Linked DNA regions of Sus scrofa: all the other regions are linked to region 1. A link is a contact called in public Hi-C and HiChIP or PLAC-seq data. All regions are on one chromosome and are shown on one strand. The core of a region is the stretch at or near the end of the contact, and the rest is flanking DNA. Distances in the headings are between cores, read along the strand shown. Region 1 holds the start of CDC42SE1 (CDC42 small effector 1). Region 2 holds the start of PRPF3 (pre-mRNA processing factor 3). Region 3 holds the start of C4H1orf54. Region 4 holds the start of SF3B4 (splicing factor 3B subunit 4). Region 5 holds the start of RPRD2 (regulation of nuclear pre-mRNA domain-containing protein 2).

Region 1 (2,700 bases), core at 170-2,669:
CTGAGACCGACCTCTCCCCCAGCAGCCCCCACCCCCACCCCGCTCGAAGCTGAGTGGACAGAAGTGGATGGTGGGAAGGGAGAGGAGAGAAGAGGGGGAGGAGGAGAGAGAGGGAAAGGGGCAGTGGAGGGAACAAGGACATTTCTGTTCCTGTTCCAGGGACCTGGCCAGAGCTGGGTGGAGGGAGACTGTGTGTGGGACTCAGCATGAAATGTCCAATAATGATGAGGAGTGACCAGGAAATTCCATTCCCTAGGACACAGGACATAAGGGTCTCTGAAACTTGGGGGTGGGGTGAGTGAGAGGAGAAAACCGGGCAGGGTGAATGTGCTGGTGGAGACGGGGGAGGGGAACAAGGCCAGAAAAGGAAGTAAGAGTGATTGGCTGCCACTCTCCTTTAAAATATCTTGAATGGGTTGAGGAAAAATCAAGTCTTGAACTGGAAAGTCCAGGAGGAAGAGCACCTGAACCCACTACCCACTGTCTCAACCCCACAATAAAGGGGAAGGGGCTGGGTAAACAGCAGCAGGGGTCAGGATTAGATCACGTAAGGCCGCATCCTGACAGCCAAATAGTGCAGAGAACTGGTAGGTAAGGTGAAATGCAGAGCTGGAAAGACATCAAGGTCACAATGGAGCTTAAGAGCTTTAAAACTACTGGGGAGTGAGAAGTGGGGAGAAAGGTTCCAGGGAGGAAGGATGTACAGAGGTAGTTCCCTGGTCCTGTTCTAGCCCCAAACCGGTTTTCCCGGTCCCGCTGCCTCCAGCCTCAAGGCCTCCAACCCGCTGCCTGACAAGCCTTCACAAGAAGCAGCTGGAGAGAAAGAGAAAGAGAACTGAGAGAATGGAGTGGGCTGTTCTGGCTATGAGCCCAGGACTGCAGCTGGTCCCCTATGGAGACCTCCAGACATGGAGGGCTGCTGCGGGGGCTCTAGAGAAATAGAGGTGAACCCCATCTTTCAGTCAAGTGACAAGCATTTGCCCCAGGACCAACTGTGTCCTTCCCCAGGTAGGTCTTGGGGAGGCTCAAGAGGAAACAGAGCTAGGCCCTAAAAACTCCCCCTTCCCAATATATTCAGTGACATAGATTCCATTTCTGCTCACCCCCACCCCCAACTCTACCTGGAAAGTCTCTGCTCCTCCCGAGGCTGAATTAGGATTGGGACCTCTCTGTGAATCTTTCCAACTGAGCCACTGCCTTCCGTGGCTGCCTGTCTCAGATCTAGACTCTCCCGGACCAGCTCCGCTTCACTTTGTCGGCACAGCCAACACTGAGGCTAGTTGAGTCTCAAAAGAGACTTTCTTCCCAACTCCCCAACACTCCAGACCCTTCTTTCCCTTCTACTCTTCATGGGCCTCACCTGTGCACCGCCCGAGCGTGGACAGGGACGGTCACTCACCGAGCGCACCCCTTCTGCCACCGACCCAGCATCTCGGCAGACGCGGACGCCCTTCTCCCCCACCCCCAGCATCCGGTGCGTCTCCGCCTGGCTGGGCAGGCGGGGCGCACCGGCCGAGCGACCGACTCCCAGTCCTCACCTGCTCTGCTACGGCATCCAGGCGTCCGGCAGCTGGTGGGGGGCCCCCGCTCGGTGCCCGCCAATGTGGGGTTCCCGGGCTCGCTCCTCGGCGCGGTGGGGAGCCGAGGGCGGGCCGGCAGAGGTGGGGCTGGCCGAGGGCGGAAACGGCCGCGACGCGATTACGAAACCCGTCCGGCTGGGAGCCGGGCGCACAGCTCCACTCTGGACTAAGGAGGCACTGCTCTGTGAAGGGACGTGGGAGGGGCCTCGGAAGCCCCCGGGGGCCGCCGCCCCTGCGGGTTGAACCCGGGAAAGTGGACCCTCGAGGAGGGCCTGGCATCCAAGCTGGACCCTCCGGAATCGCACTATCTCTTCGCGCGCCAGACGTTGCGGGGCAAGAGGAAGCGGAGCCCCCAAATCCTCCGGCCCCAACCTTTTTCAGAGATTTGCAGAAGCACGCACAGCCCCCAGTCTTCCTGTGCCCTATACCAGATGGAATAGAGCTGGGTGTATTTACCCGCCGGGAGGGTGGGGAGGCAAATCGGGAAGGATGGAGAATTTTTCTGATTCTCAAAAACAGTTCGTAACCTGAAATCAAATTGGGGAATAAAAGGACACTCCTCTCCTCCATCAATAGAGTTAAGATATTTAATCTATAGACCTAAAAGTAGAGGACAACGGACTGCTCATTCATTGCACCCTCAGTCAGCATGGGGGTGCTGGAAGAGCTCAGGAATCTTTGCGCAGACCAATGAGCCTACGGAGATGCTTTAATCCTGTCTCCCTCCCTAACGTGTTCTGGAACCTATCATTTGAATTAGCCGAGTCAGGCAGGGAGGGGGCGGGAAGTCCTTCCGCCCTTCTTAGGAGGGGCTGCATTGCAGGGGGAGACTGAGCAGACTGACTCAGTCACTGAACAGGGAGAGGGAGTGAGAAGACAAAGCCGTCAAAACCCCAGTAGCTTTCTTTTTCTCCAGCCCAGAGCAGACACCGGAGCTCCGAGGTACTCCCTCCATCTTTGGAACACGCTCATAATTCATCGATAACAGGTAAAGTAAACTGAGGGAGGGGGGCCAGGGGGCTGCAAAGATAAAGAGCAGCTGTTTCTAGTTAGACTGAAGACCCCAAATGAGGATGAGGTTGGGGGATAGTTCAAGAGGAGAGAAGGCAGCGCTGTGAAC
Region 2 (2,700 bases), core at 42-2,541, 600 kb before region 1:
GTTGGGCCACAGTGGGAACTTCATGAGTTTAGCTTTATATAAGTTCTTTACTGAGGGAGACACAGGTTTAAGAAGCACTTGAATCGTGTTCTGCTGGACTACAAAATTGGGGAGGCTTACAAGCTTACAGGTAGTTAAATAAGTTGTTTATTAAAAATTATAATTGGAGGAATTATAATTGGGGTTAAGAACTAGTATCCACGAGGATGTGGGTTTGATCCCACATCAAACTGGCCTTGCTCAGTGGGTTAAGGATCCAGTGTTGCAGCAAGCTGCAGTGTAGAACACAGGTGCGGCTCAGATCCAGTGTGGCTGTGGCTGTGGCACAGACCAGCAGGTGCAGCTCCGATTCAACCTCTAGACCAGCAACTTCTGTATTCTGCAAGTTAGGCCGTAAAAAGGAAGAAAAAAAAAGAAAAGAATTATAATTGGAGCTGGCAAGAAGTAAAGGTGCTTGTTAGGTAAGGATTAGTTGAGGACCAAAATGGTTGATTAGGAATTCCTGTCCTGGCTCAGCGAGTAAAGAACCCCACTAGTATCCATGAGAACACAGGTTCCATCCCTGGCCTTGCCCAGTGGATTAAGGAGCCAGTGTTGCCCTGAGCTGTGGTGTAGGTCACAGTCCTAGCTCTGATTCTGCGTGGCTGTGGCATAGGCCAGAAGCTGCAGCTCTGATTCAACCCCTAACCCGAATTTATATATGCTGCAGGTGGGGCCTAAAAAGTACTAGACTGCCAGCAATTATTTGTTTTGCGAATGAATGGAAGAAAGAAACAAAGGTGTGTGAGAGGGTACTATCTTCAGACTCCTCCCACACTAGTCGGTTTTCTGGGTCTCTTGGCACCACTGTTAAGGACAAAGGCTAAGGAGAGAGTGGTTAATACTAACGATCACTACTCTGAAGTTTACTTCCTACCAGAAAGTCCAGGTTTAGCCCAAACGCAGAAGCTCTGCTTTTAGTTCTAGCCATAGCCTTAGCGCACTTATTCTCCACGGGAATACTACAAGCAGCTCAATTTATGCTTCAGGTAACATTAATTTTGCGCTAATGTAGTTAACAGGTTTAGCACGGGGAACCGAAGGAGCCAAGTAGCTTGCCGGGGGAAATCGTTACGGCTCCGCCACGCATGCGCTCCGCCGCGGAAAAGTAGCTACTACGGCTGCGCGAACCGGGGCCCCGCCCTCTTTCGTCACAAGTTGTGGGACCGTGGCGAGGCAGCAGCCGTGGCGGTAGCGACGGCAGGCCGTAGGGCGGTCGGAGGGTTTCCGGTTCCGGTGTAACGTTCGGGCTCCGTCTCAGGGGCTGAAGTTTGTGAGGTGAGTAGTGGCCCCGGGCCCAGAGAGGGTATGCTCGGGTCCTAGCGGCTGGGGCTAAGTTTCAGTCCAAAGGGAGGACCGAGGCGGGAGGTTCAACAGAAAGGAGGCTGAGGAAAGAACCAGGTTCTGTGCGAGAACGGGTTGGAATGAGATTGTTGAGAGGAAAAGGGCGGGGGCGGGAAAGGGACAGGGTGAGGAGACTACCTCTGAGATGAGTTTGGGTAGAACAAGGTGGGGAAAGGGTCCGGTCAGAGAGATGGAGAGAGCAAAAAGCAAAGGATAGGGTTTAAGGGAGGAAATTCGACTTGTAGCAAAGAAGAGCACGAAGTAAGGAATTCCTTCAGAAGATTAGATTCTGCTACCTGCTCATTGAGATCATTCTGCCTTCCTCTCTCTCCCTCCACACCGTAACCACCCCCACCCCGCCCCACGCAGTTATTGTTGAACGTCTGATTAATGACAAAGCTAGTTACTATTTGGAAGTTTGATTTTTGCCCACTGACTGTTTAGTCTGCACGTTATATTATGGAGGGAATGGGTTGAAATTGAGTACATAAGTATAGTGCTTGGGCATACGGTTCGTTTATAGAGTGGTACCCCGTTTATTGCTTTGGATTTTCAAACGGCTTAAACTTTCTAATCTATGATTCAGTTCTAGTGGAATATAAGCCCTCTAAGGTGAGGATTCTTGTCTCTTTTGTTCACTGTTGTATGTATCCTTGGCAGTATCCCACTACATTAACACTTAGTTGTTGTGCAGTAAATACTTACTGAATGAATTAAGTGCCAGATAGCTATGGCAGTTGTCCTCCTTTTGTAAGATGAATGAACTGAGGCTCAGAGGAATTGCTTGACAGAAGGTTAGTAAATGGAAGAGCTCTTTCTTCACTCCCTATGTTGTCTGAATACCCTTCTTTTGAGCATTGAACAGTTAGCATGTTGAAATTGATAAGCTATAGTGCTGTCTCATGATGGGTAAATAGAGCCATCATAGATTTATTATATAACATGTCAGTAAGACACAAAATCTTTTACTCCTAGTTTCATGACTTCACTAGCTTCATATGGTTATACCAAAATTAAATACACTGTTTAGCAACAGGTCTTATAGAGGATAAACCTACCAAGAATGCAGAAGTTAATTAGACTGTACCGGAGTTCTTGTCGTGGCTCAGTGGTTAACGAATCCGACTAGGAACCATGAGGTTGTGGGTTCGATCCCTGGCCTTGCTCAGTGGGTTGAGGATCCGGCGTTGCCGTGAGCTGTGGTGTAGGTCGCAGACTCGGCTCGGATCCCACGTTGCTGTGGCTCTAGCGTAGGCCGGCGGGTACAGCTCCGATTAGATCCCTAGCCTGGGAACCTCCATATGCCGTGGGAGCGGC
Region 3 (2,700 bases), core at 38-2,537, 640 kb before region 1:
AAAGTGAATTGAATCAAAATGGGGAATACAAAAGCAGAGAGACATAAAATGAACTCACCCTGTGGGTTGGATTGAAGGGAACACACCAAGTGACAAAGTGGGAGAAAGGGTATGGCATATAGAACAGGGAAAGAGACTACCTGCTTCCCCCCTTCTCCCATCCTGTGTGCAGAAAGTTGAGAAAGAGGTGAGGTGAGGTCAGTCCTTAGCTGAGGGGAAGTAACTGGCCTTGACTGAAGGTTTTGTTTTTTTTTTTTTTTTTTCTTTTTTTCAGAAGCATTGCAGCAGGTGCTTTGAGAGTTAGACGATGGTGTTGATATTGCTCTCATACTTCATAGTCTAAAGCAGAGGAGAGAGAGAATTTTCTCTCTTTTTTAATTTTTTCTTAAAAAAATGCTCATCCTCTCCTCAGAATATTTTGACTGTGAAGAAATAGATTGTGATGAAGTCTCAGTGAGAAGGGCAGCTCTGGGTGATGACAGTTAGGGACAGTAAGAGCTAAGTTGAGCTTTTTGTGAGGACTGGGAGCAAGAAAGGAAAGGAGAGGAGTTGGGGGGGCGGGATTCCTTGATAGGCTGGGTTTTGGGGTTTGAGGTTTTTGTTTGTTTGTTTGTTTGTTTTGTTTTGTTTTGTTTTGCCATACTATACCTGCAGCATGCAGAAGTTCCTGGGCCAGGGAATCCCCACCATAGCAGCCACCCCAGCTGCTGCAGTGAAACACTTAACAAGGATCTTTAACCTACTGAGTCATAAGAGAATTCTGTTTGGGTTGGGGTTTTTTGGTTTGTTTGTTTGTTTTCTGGAAATGGCAGCAGGAGTCCTGAATGAATCTAGTCTATGTAGGGCTGGGGGAGCTCGATGAACACGTTTCCATCAAAATTCACTTTGCCTCTTGGGAGTTCCCTGTGTGGCTGAGTGGTTAACGAACCCGACTAGTATCCATGAGGACTTAGATTCCACCCCTGGTCTTGCTCAGTGGTTTAAGGATCCAGCATTGCCTTGAGCTGTGGTGTAAGTGGAAGACAGGCTAGGATCCCGAGTTGCTGTGGCTGTGGCGTAGGCTGGCAGCCACAGCTCCAATTTGACCCCTACCCTGGAAACCTCCATGTGAGGAGGGTGGGGCCCTAAAAAGACAAAACACAGAAAAAAATAATAATAATTCACTTTGCCTCTCTTGATCTGTGGAGCTCTGGCTCAGAACCCTGGCGGTAGTAACTGAAGTTCTAGTCAGTCAGCAAGTGGGCAGGGAATGCCCCAGCCCCCTGGGAGAAGAGTTGCTGCAGCTCCCTCCTTGCCTTGGGGGAGGGCCGGAGGCGGGGAATGTTTGGTGGGAAACGCTGTAACTTCCTTTTTTACTTGCAAGGCAATAGTGAAGAATCCAGAATGGATGTCCTCTTTGTAGCCATCCTTGCCGTGCCACTCATCCTGGGTAAGTTCACATCTCTCTCTGAGCTTTTGGGCCAGGTCTTCTACAATAAGCAGGATGGGAGAAAAGAAAATGAGGGGAGGGTGGGAGGTAAGAAGTTAATAAGGAGTGATTAACGTGCTCTCGAGTGTGTTAGATATTTGGGGCAGAGGGGGGAACTGGAAATTAGAGCCAGGCATGGGAGAGGAAAGCAGAGCCTTGTCAAAGAAGAGGCAGCTGATGGGGATGGAGCCCAGCCATGGGGAAGTCCTAATAAGAGTGAGCTCAACTCACCATCACCACGGAATTGAACGAGATGAGAAAGACCAAAGTGAGAGTGGAGAGAGGTAGACTCTTTGAAGGTGGGGCAGTCTGAAACTAGAGAGGGAAGCCAGGGTATCTTCTTTCACATCAAGTTGGAGGAAAAAAAAAAAAAATTCCTTGTATTAGTAAAGACACAGAAGGAGTGGCCTTAAGGATAACGAGTACTGGCTGCCTTCAGGGACGGGGTCCCCAAAGTAGCTTGGCTCCTTCCCTCTTTTGTTCCCCGTCTGCCAGGTGCTCTCATTGTTTGCCTTTCCTCCAGATTCCTGTGTCATTGCTTGGGGTAAGAGAGAGCTTTCAAGGAGCTTAGGGAAATGTTTAGCAGGAGGCCTAGAGTTCATGACCAAACCATACCAAAGATGCATATTTTTAGTCCTAGAAAGGAAAAGCTAATGCAGCCAGATCATTTAGTCCAGCTGACTCATTTTAAGAAAAGGGATGTTAGACGGCTTGTTCAGAGATATTCCAGAGTTAGAGGTAAAATTGGAACAAAAACCCGAGTTCAGAAACCAGAAAAAAACCCACAATAAAACCTAAATTTTGGGGACTTCCCTTTGTGGCTCAGCAGTTAACGATCCTGACAAGGATCCATGAGGATTTGGGTTCGATCTCTGGCCTCACTCAGTGGGTTAAGGATCCGGCGTTGCCATGAGCTGTGGTGTAGGCAGGCAGCTGTAGCTCCAATTCAGCCCCTAGCCTGGGAACTTCCATATGCTTCAGGTACGGCCCTAAAATGACAAAAGACAAATAAACAAAACACAAATTTCACCGTGGAGTTCTCTTGTGGCACAGTGGGGTTAAGGACCCGGCGTTGTCATTGCAGCCGTGTGCAATGACACTGCTGTGGTGTGGGTTTGATCCTTGTCCTGGGAACCTCCATATACTGCAGGCACAGCCAGAAAAAAACCACAGTAAAACATAAGCCTAAGGCTGTGTGTGTGTGTGTGTGTGTGTGTGTGTGTGTGTGTGTG
Region 4 (2,700 bases), core at 125-2,624, 950 kb before region 1:
CCTTGTTCACCCGTATCGGCTTCCCATAGAGTTTGATCATGTTCATGATCTTAATGGCATAGTCAGCATCTTCCTCACTTAAGAACTCCACGAAACCATAGCCTAGGGAAATGGAAAAGAAGAGTTAACTTAAGTGAAGCGATTCAAAATGAGGTATAACTCACCTTCTAAAGTACAAAGAACAAGAAAAAATAATCCTACTTCAACTGAGAATGGTTCCAGAAACAAACTGAGTTTAAGAGAAAGAAAACTTTAGCTTGCTTATTCCAAACAGTTGTGAATACTGCCGGGACCTTCCAGGAGCAGTTTGTTTCCTCAAAACATAACTGCACTTCTTGGGAGTTCCCGTCGTGGCTCAGTGGTTAGCGAATCCGACTAGGAACCATGAGGTTGTGGGTTCGATCCCTGCCCTTGCTCAGTGGGTTAAGGATCCGGCGTTGCCAGTGAGCTGTGGTGTAGGTTGCAGACGCCGCTCGGATCCCACCTTGCTGTGGCTCTGGCATAGGCCAGTGGCTACAGCTCCGATTCAACCCCTAACCTGGGAACCTCCATATGCCGCGGGAGCGGCCCTAGAAATGACAAAAAGACCAAAAAATAAATTAAATGAAAAATAACTGCACTTCTTGCCATGTACTCACCTTGATGCTGACCAGTGACTCTATCCTTTGGCATGTGGGTGTTGACTACTGGCCCTGCCTGGAGAAACAGTTCCCACAGCAGTGGTTCGCTAACTTTCTCATCGAGGCCCCCCACGTACACAGTGGCATCTGGAGGACAGGGTTAGGAGGTTAGGACAGAGATGAGAGGAAATAAGGAGGTGACGGGAACATGAAGTCGGAACCCAGGCGGTGGAGTTGCGGGTGGAGATGGGGTATTGGAGCAAAGAGAAAAAGAAAAGAAAAAAAAAAAAAAAAAAAAAAAAAGACGTTAGCTTATACCCCTACACCGCCCTCCATTCCAGGTAATACAAAATCTTCTTAAATATAATTTAAAGTTCTGGCGCACATTCTCTTTGTAATTTTTTGTGTGCGTGAGTGGGAAGGCAGCAGGGGATGGGACATAGACAACATCACACCTACAGGCCTCAGCCTCTGGGCACCCGTCCATCCCGCCCCAGCAGGCATCAGGCCGGTCTAGCGCCTTTTGGGATGCTCCAATCTCCCGCCCTGGCGGAAACACTGCTGGCTGTAACCCGAGATCCCCCAAACTCCCCTGGGCCCATCCCGGACTTGTGCCCTCCACTCACCCTGATTCCGCTCGGAGATCGGCCCAGCAGCCATGGCGAAAGACCTCCCGCCGTCTCCAGGCAGCGATACCGCCTCCTGACCGCAGTACTACTTCCACTTCCGGGGCGAAGGCGGACGTAGAGGCGGTGGGCGGGGCCTATGCAGGGGAGGAGCCGGAAGCGGCCGCGGCCATTTTAGGAGCCGCTGAGACTTGAAGTGATTGGTGTTACCGTGTTCCGCGGTCTTTGGTTTTGTGTTGAAGTGCCGCTCTGACAGGTTAGGGCGGGGAACGCGGATCGGAATCTCTCAAACGCCCTAAGGCAGTGCTTGAAGTTAAAGGATCACGCTGCTCCCAAAAATGTCAATTCAGGAGCTAAGAGAACAATATTTTTCGTATATTTTGTGGCCTCCTTTGATTCCCAGAGAAGGGTCTTCTGCCCAAGGCGTGGAGGCAGCTGTCCACCCCGGCCCGCAGCCTTTGGACAGATGGGGCCCCATAGTCCTGGCCTGGGCTTTCATTTTTCCTCAGGGAAGGGATTGCGGAATGTCTGAGCTGGAGTGACGTTGAGCTTGCCTAGTCAGTATTGCATTGGGGGTGACGGGAACCAGAGGCTCAGAGATGGGAGTGTGTGTGACCAGCGCTGAAGAGTGGTTAACACTGAAGTCCAGAGGCTTTGGTCTCAACCCCCAGAGCACACCCCAGCCCCAACAACAACGTCTGGGTCTGTTTTTGCCACATCAGCACCACAGGGAGAACCCAAACTATGAATTCTGCAGAGCTTCACCTGAACCATCCCCTTATTTCCTTAGCAGTAATTCGGTCTGTATCTTCCTCTCTTGAGTCACACCATCACTATCTTACCTAGGTTCCTTTATTCAGACACAAGAAACAATGCCAGCAGTGTGTATAAATACTGTGATTTAATGAACTCCTTAAATAGAAATGCCGTTACAAAAATATACAATTGGAAAAGACTGGGTGTCTCCCATAGCCACACCACACCCAGAGAAAACTTTAAGGGAAGAAATAGAAATTGGAATCAAAGGAGCAGCAGGGGGAGGTGAGAAGGAGGTCTGTAGGCCATCTTGTTGGCACTGACAAATTGTTTCTCTGACCTCACAATTTACCAGCTCAGTATCCAAAATTTCCATCCAAAAGGGTTGGAATGCATGAAAAAAGGGCAATCATATTCCGGATTGGTTTTGTTGGTTTTGTTTCTTTAATTCTTCAGGTCACAAGAAACTATTTAAACCAAGAAGGATAGGGTAAGAGTTGGATAAGGTTAGCCACCTATCAGCTATGGAAACTCAAGTCAGTGAGCTTGTTTAAAGGCTGGCATATGAAAGCTGAGGGAGTAAAACCAGATAAGATTTGAAGGATTAGACAGAATTCTCCCTCACCCCAGACCACTCTCTGCCCCGCCCATGAGAGAGCCAGCAATTTCAGTGGGATTGGGAAAGAATGGTATTTGGA
Region 5 (2,700 bases), core at 24-2,523, 560 kb before region 1:
TTTTTATTTTCAGGGCCACACCCGAGGCATATGGAGGTTCCCAGGCTGGGGGTCTAATAAGAGCTACAGTTGCTGGCCTACACCACAGCCACAGCAACACCAGATCCGAGCCACGTCTGCCACATACACCACAGCTCATGGCAAAGCCAGATTCTTTTATTTTTATTTATTTTATTTTATCTTTTTGTCATTTCTTGGGCCGCTTCCGCAGCATATGGAGGTTCCCAGGCTAGGGGTCTAATCGTAGCTGTAGCAGTGGCTACAGCAACGCGGGATCTGAGCCAAGTCTGTAGCCTACACCACAGCTCATGGCATCGCCGGATCCTTAACCCACTGAGCAAGGCCAGGGATCGAACCCACAACCTCATGGTTCCTAGTCGGATTCACTAACCATTGAGCCACGATGGGAACTCCCAAAGCCAGATTCTTAACCCACTAAGCCAGGCCAGGGAAGGAACACAACAACCTCGTGGTTCCTAGTCAGATTCATTTCTGCTGCTCCGGGGAACTCCCCAAAATCTATTTTCCACACAACAACCAACATGATCTTTTAAAAAGAATGCGATGTAACTTTTCTTCTTAAAAACACTCTGCTTAAAATTGCTCCCCAACTCAACGTTAAAAGCCAAAGTCCTTCCAGTGGCCTTCCAGGGTCTATGTGAACTCTTTTCCTTCATCTCTGAGATCTCATATTCTACCACTTGACGCCTCTCTTACTCTTCTCTAGCCACAGTGGCCTCCTTGTTTTCCCTCTAAGGTATCAAAACATTCCTGTATTAGGTCCTTTACACTTGCTGTTCTGTCTGCCACCATGTTTTCTTCCCCCTTTCCCATATTTGCTTGGTTGCCTTGTTCTCAACATTCACATCAAGTATCACTTACTACCAGAAGCCATCCTTGATCACCAAACTCTCACTCCCATTCTCTTACAGTGTTATATGTGCAGTGCCCTTCCTCTCCCTTACCCTGCTTCATGCTTCTTGAGAGAAATTATTACTTCCTGATATATGTATTTTTTATGGTCTCCTGCCACTAAGCCCTGGAGGGAAGGGACTTTGTCATTTTGCTGTATTCCCCCACGTCTAAAACTGTACTTGACATAAGACGTTCGACAACTTTTTGTTGAATTAACAAATACTAGATTTGAGCTTGACAAAACAGGTTCCTCGCCTCAAGAAACCTGAGTCTACTAGGGAGAGTGAAAGAGTTAAAATACAATAATTACACGTGTTTAGTGGAACACAGGAGCCTCCAAATCTGTCCAGATGATTTACATAGGAAAATGGGATGGCATGGTTAATCTAGGTTGTGCTAATCAATACAATAGATATCTAAGTCTTTTGGAAACTATGTTTCATGCAGTTATGAAACTGTACCATAATTGGTGAAGGTGCGATTACTTCGCCTTTTATTCTTTTCTCGTCTCAAATTCTACAGGGAAATTTTCCGTTTCACTTCATTTACTTCCTTTCCCTATAATCCAACGTCAAGTGGCTGTAAATGGTATTGTCCAAGGAGAGTGTAAAATATTGCTCGGTCTGGGAGTCTGCGTAGTGAATGGCGCAAGGGAGCTGGCGCATGCGCATCGTCTGAGACACGGCAAAATGGCTGCCAGGTACTTTGTCGCGTTCCATGCCCCAAGGAGTTGCCAGCAGCGGCGGCGGCGGTAGCTGCAGGTGCCAGAACGTAACAGTGGCTGCTAAGCGGTGGGAGTTTCTCGGCCCTGTTGTGTGAGCTGGACTGCTCCGAGAGAGACCTCGCTAGGAAGCAAAACGCCGGGTGGAGCGGTGAAGCCCCTCCCCCAACCTCTCCTTAGTTTGACCAACTCCCTCACCCTCCCCTCCAGGTTTCTCCTCCCAACCCGCTACACGCTGGCTTATTGCGCAGGCGCACAAATAATCGGAGTGTCTCCTTAGCCCTTGGGGCTTGTGGGCTTCTGCGCGCGCTTCTCGTTCCTCTCCCTTGATTGGCCAGGTTGCCCCGCCATCACGCCTCCCTCCGCTTTCTAGGTTGAGAAGGAAGCGGGGGGGCGGAGCCAAGCAGCGCGTGCGCGATACTGTTGCTGTCCCTTTGCTGCTATTGCGTTGCAAAAAAAATCCTGACTAGGTAGCCTTGGGCCTTTCCTGTGTTAGAGGACCTAAAGGGGAGAGAGATTTCTGCAGCTGAAGGGGCAGTCGGGTAGTATTAACTGTAAGATATTAACGCCCGTTCTTAGAGGAGTGTGGGGAAGGGGCTTAAGCATTGAGAGCCGAAGAGTATAAAACCATTAATTTCTGGGCCAGGCGTTTAGAAAAGGCTTTGCAGGACGTGTTTTCTGCGTTTCTTCCGAGATTACTGACTGGTTTAAACACAATCCTTTGAACAATTTTGATAAACCTTCGAAACCCGCAGCCCCTCCTTGCAACGTGTAGGAGCCACCAGCGTGCCCAGCAGCTGGTCCTCCCGTCCTACCTCCAGAAGAGCCTAGCGCGTGCACCATCTCCACCCCCTGGCCTCCCTCCCCACCTGCGGCTTTCACGCACTCGCAGTGATTGTTTTGCCGGCTCCCGCCGCCGCCGCCGCCGCCGCCGCGGCCGCCAGAGGAGCAGCAGCGCTTGTGCAAACTGGGAAGATGGCGGCCGGCGGCGGCGGAGGCAGCAGTAAGGCCTCCTCCTCGTCGGCCTCTTCAGCAGGGGCTCTGGAGTCCTCGTTGGATCGAAA

What was found. Hi-C and Micro-C count contacts between places; a contact is called where the count stands out from the background. HiChIP or PLAC-seq counts read pairs in DNA pulled down with a chosen protein or histone mark.
Region 2: an H3K27ac HiChIP or PLAC-seq map of skeletal muscle shows a contact between it and region 1, with 4 times the contacts expected there. The contact joins the promoter of PRPF3 here to the promoter of CDC42SE1 in region 1. A contact is called at or near these places in 2 of 5 promoter capture datasets (fetal liver and liver) and 2 of 2 datasets of contacts at active chromatin or transcription factors (alveolar macrophages and skeletal muscle).
Region 3: a contact with region 1 is called in an H3K27ac HiChIP or PLAC-seq map of alveolar macrophages. The contact joins the promoter of C4H1orf54 here to the promoter of CDC42SE1 in region 1. A contact is called at or near these places in 1 of 5 promoter capture datasets (fetal liver) and 2 of 2 datasets of contacts at active chromatin or transcription factors (alveolar macrophages and skeletal muscle).
Region 4: a Hi-C map of embryonic fibroblasts shows a contact between it and region 1, with 2.2 times the contacts expected there. The contact joins the promoter of SF3B4 here to the promoter of CDC42SE1 in region 1. A contact is called at or near these places in 1 of 5 promoter capture datasets (fetal liver) and 1 of 47 Hi-C or Micro-C datasets (embryonic fibroblasts).
Region 5: an H3K27ac HiChIP or PLAC-seq map of alveolar macrophages shows a contact between it and region 1. The contact joins the promoter of RPRD2 here to the promoter of CDC42SE1 in region 1. A contact is called at or near these places in 1 of 5 promoter capture datasets (liver) and 2 of 2 datasets of contacts at active chromatin or transcription factors (alveolar macrophages and skeletal muscle).

What each region holds. Positions count from the first base shown.
Region 1 is chr4:98,171,387-98,174,086 of Sscrofa11.1, reverse strand. CDC42SE1 (CDC42 small effector 1) reads right to left here and starts at 1,419. Exons shown (of 5, transcript NM_001190193.1): 1 at 1,361-1,419. It overlaps MLLT11 (myeloid/lymphoid or mixed-lineage leukemia; translocated to, 11), which reads left to right and starts at 2,413. Exons shown (of 2, transcript NM_001244607.1): 1 at 2,413-2,568.
Region 2 is chr4:98,770,222-98,772,921 of Sscrofa11.1, reverse strand. It overlaps PRPF3 (pre-mRNA processing factor 3), which reads left to right and starts at 1,291. Exons shown (of 16, transcript NM_001135965.1): 1 at 1,291-1,317. It overlaps LOC110260326 (a long non-coding RNA gene), which reads right to left and starts at 1,149. Exons shown (of 2, transcript XR_002343444.1): 1 at 917-1,149; 2 at 128-379.
Region 3 is chr4:98,813,214-98,815,913 of Sscrofa11.1, reverse strand. C4H1orf54 reads left to right here and starts at 1,287. Exons shown (of 6, transcript XM_001924595.5): 1 at 1,287-1,429. The coding sequence starts at 1,321.
Region 4 is chr4:99,122,238-99,124,937 of Sscrofa11.1, reverse strand. SF3B4 (splicing factor 3B subunit 4) reads right to left here and starts at 1,374. Exons shown (of 6, transcript XM_001926489.5): 1 at 1,247-1,374; 2 at 639-767; 3 at 1-102. The coding sequence starts at 1,280. MTMR11 (myotubularin related protein 11) reads right to left here. Exons shown (of 17, transcript NM_001243446.1): 17 at 2,129-2,700. The coding sequence ends at 2,670.
Region 5 is chr4:98,733,179-98,735,878 of Sscrofa11.1, reverse strand. RPRD2 (regulation of nuclear pre-mRNA domain-containing protein 2) reads left to right here and starts at 1,273. Exons shown (of 11, transcript XM_013988087.2): 1 at 1,273-2,700. The coding sequence starts at 2,612.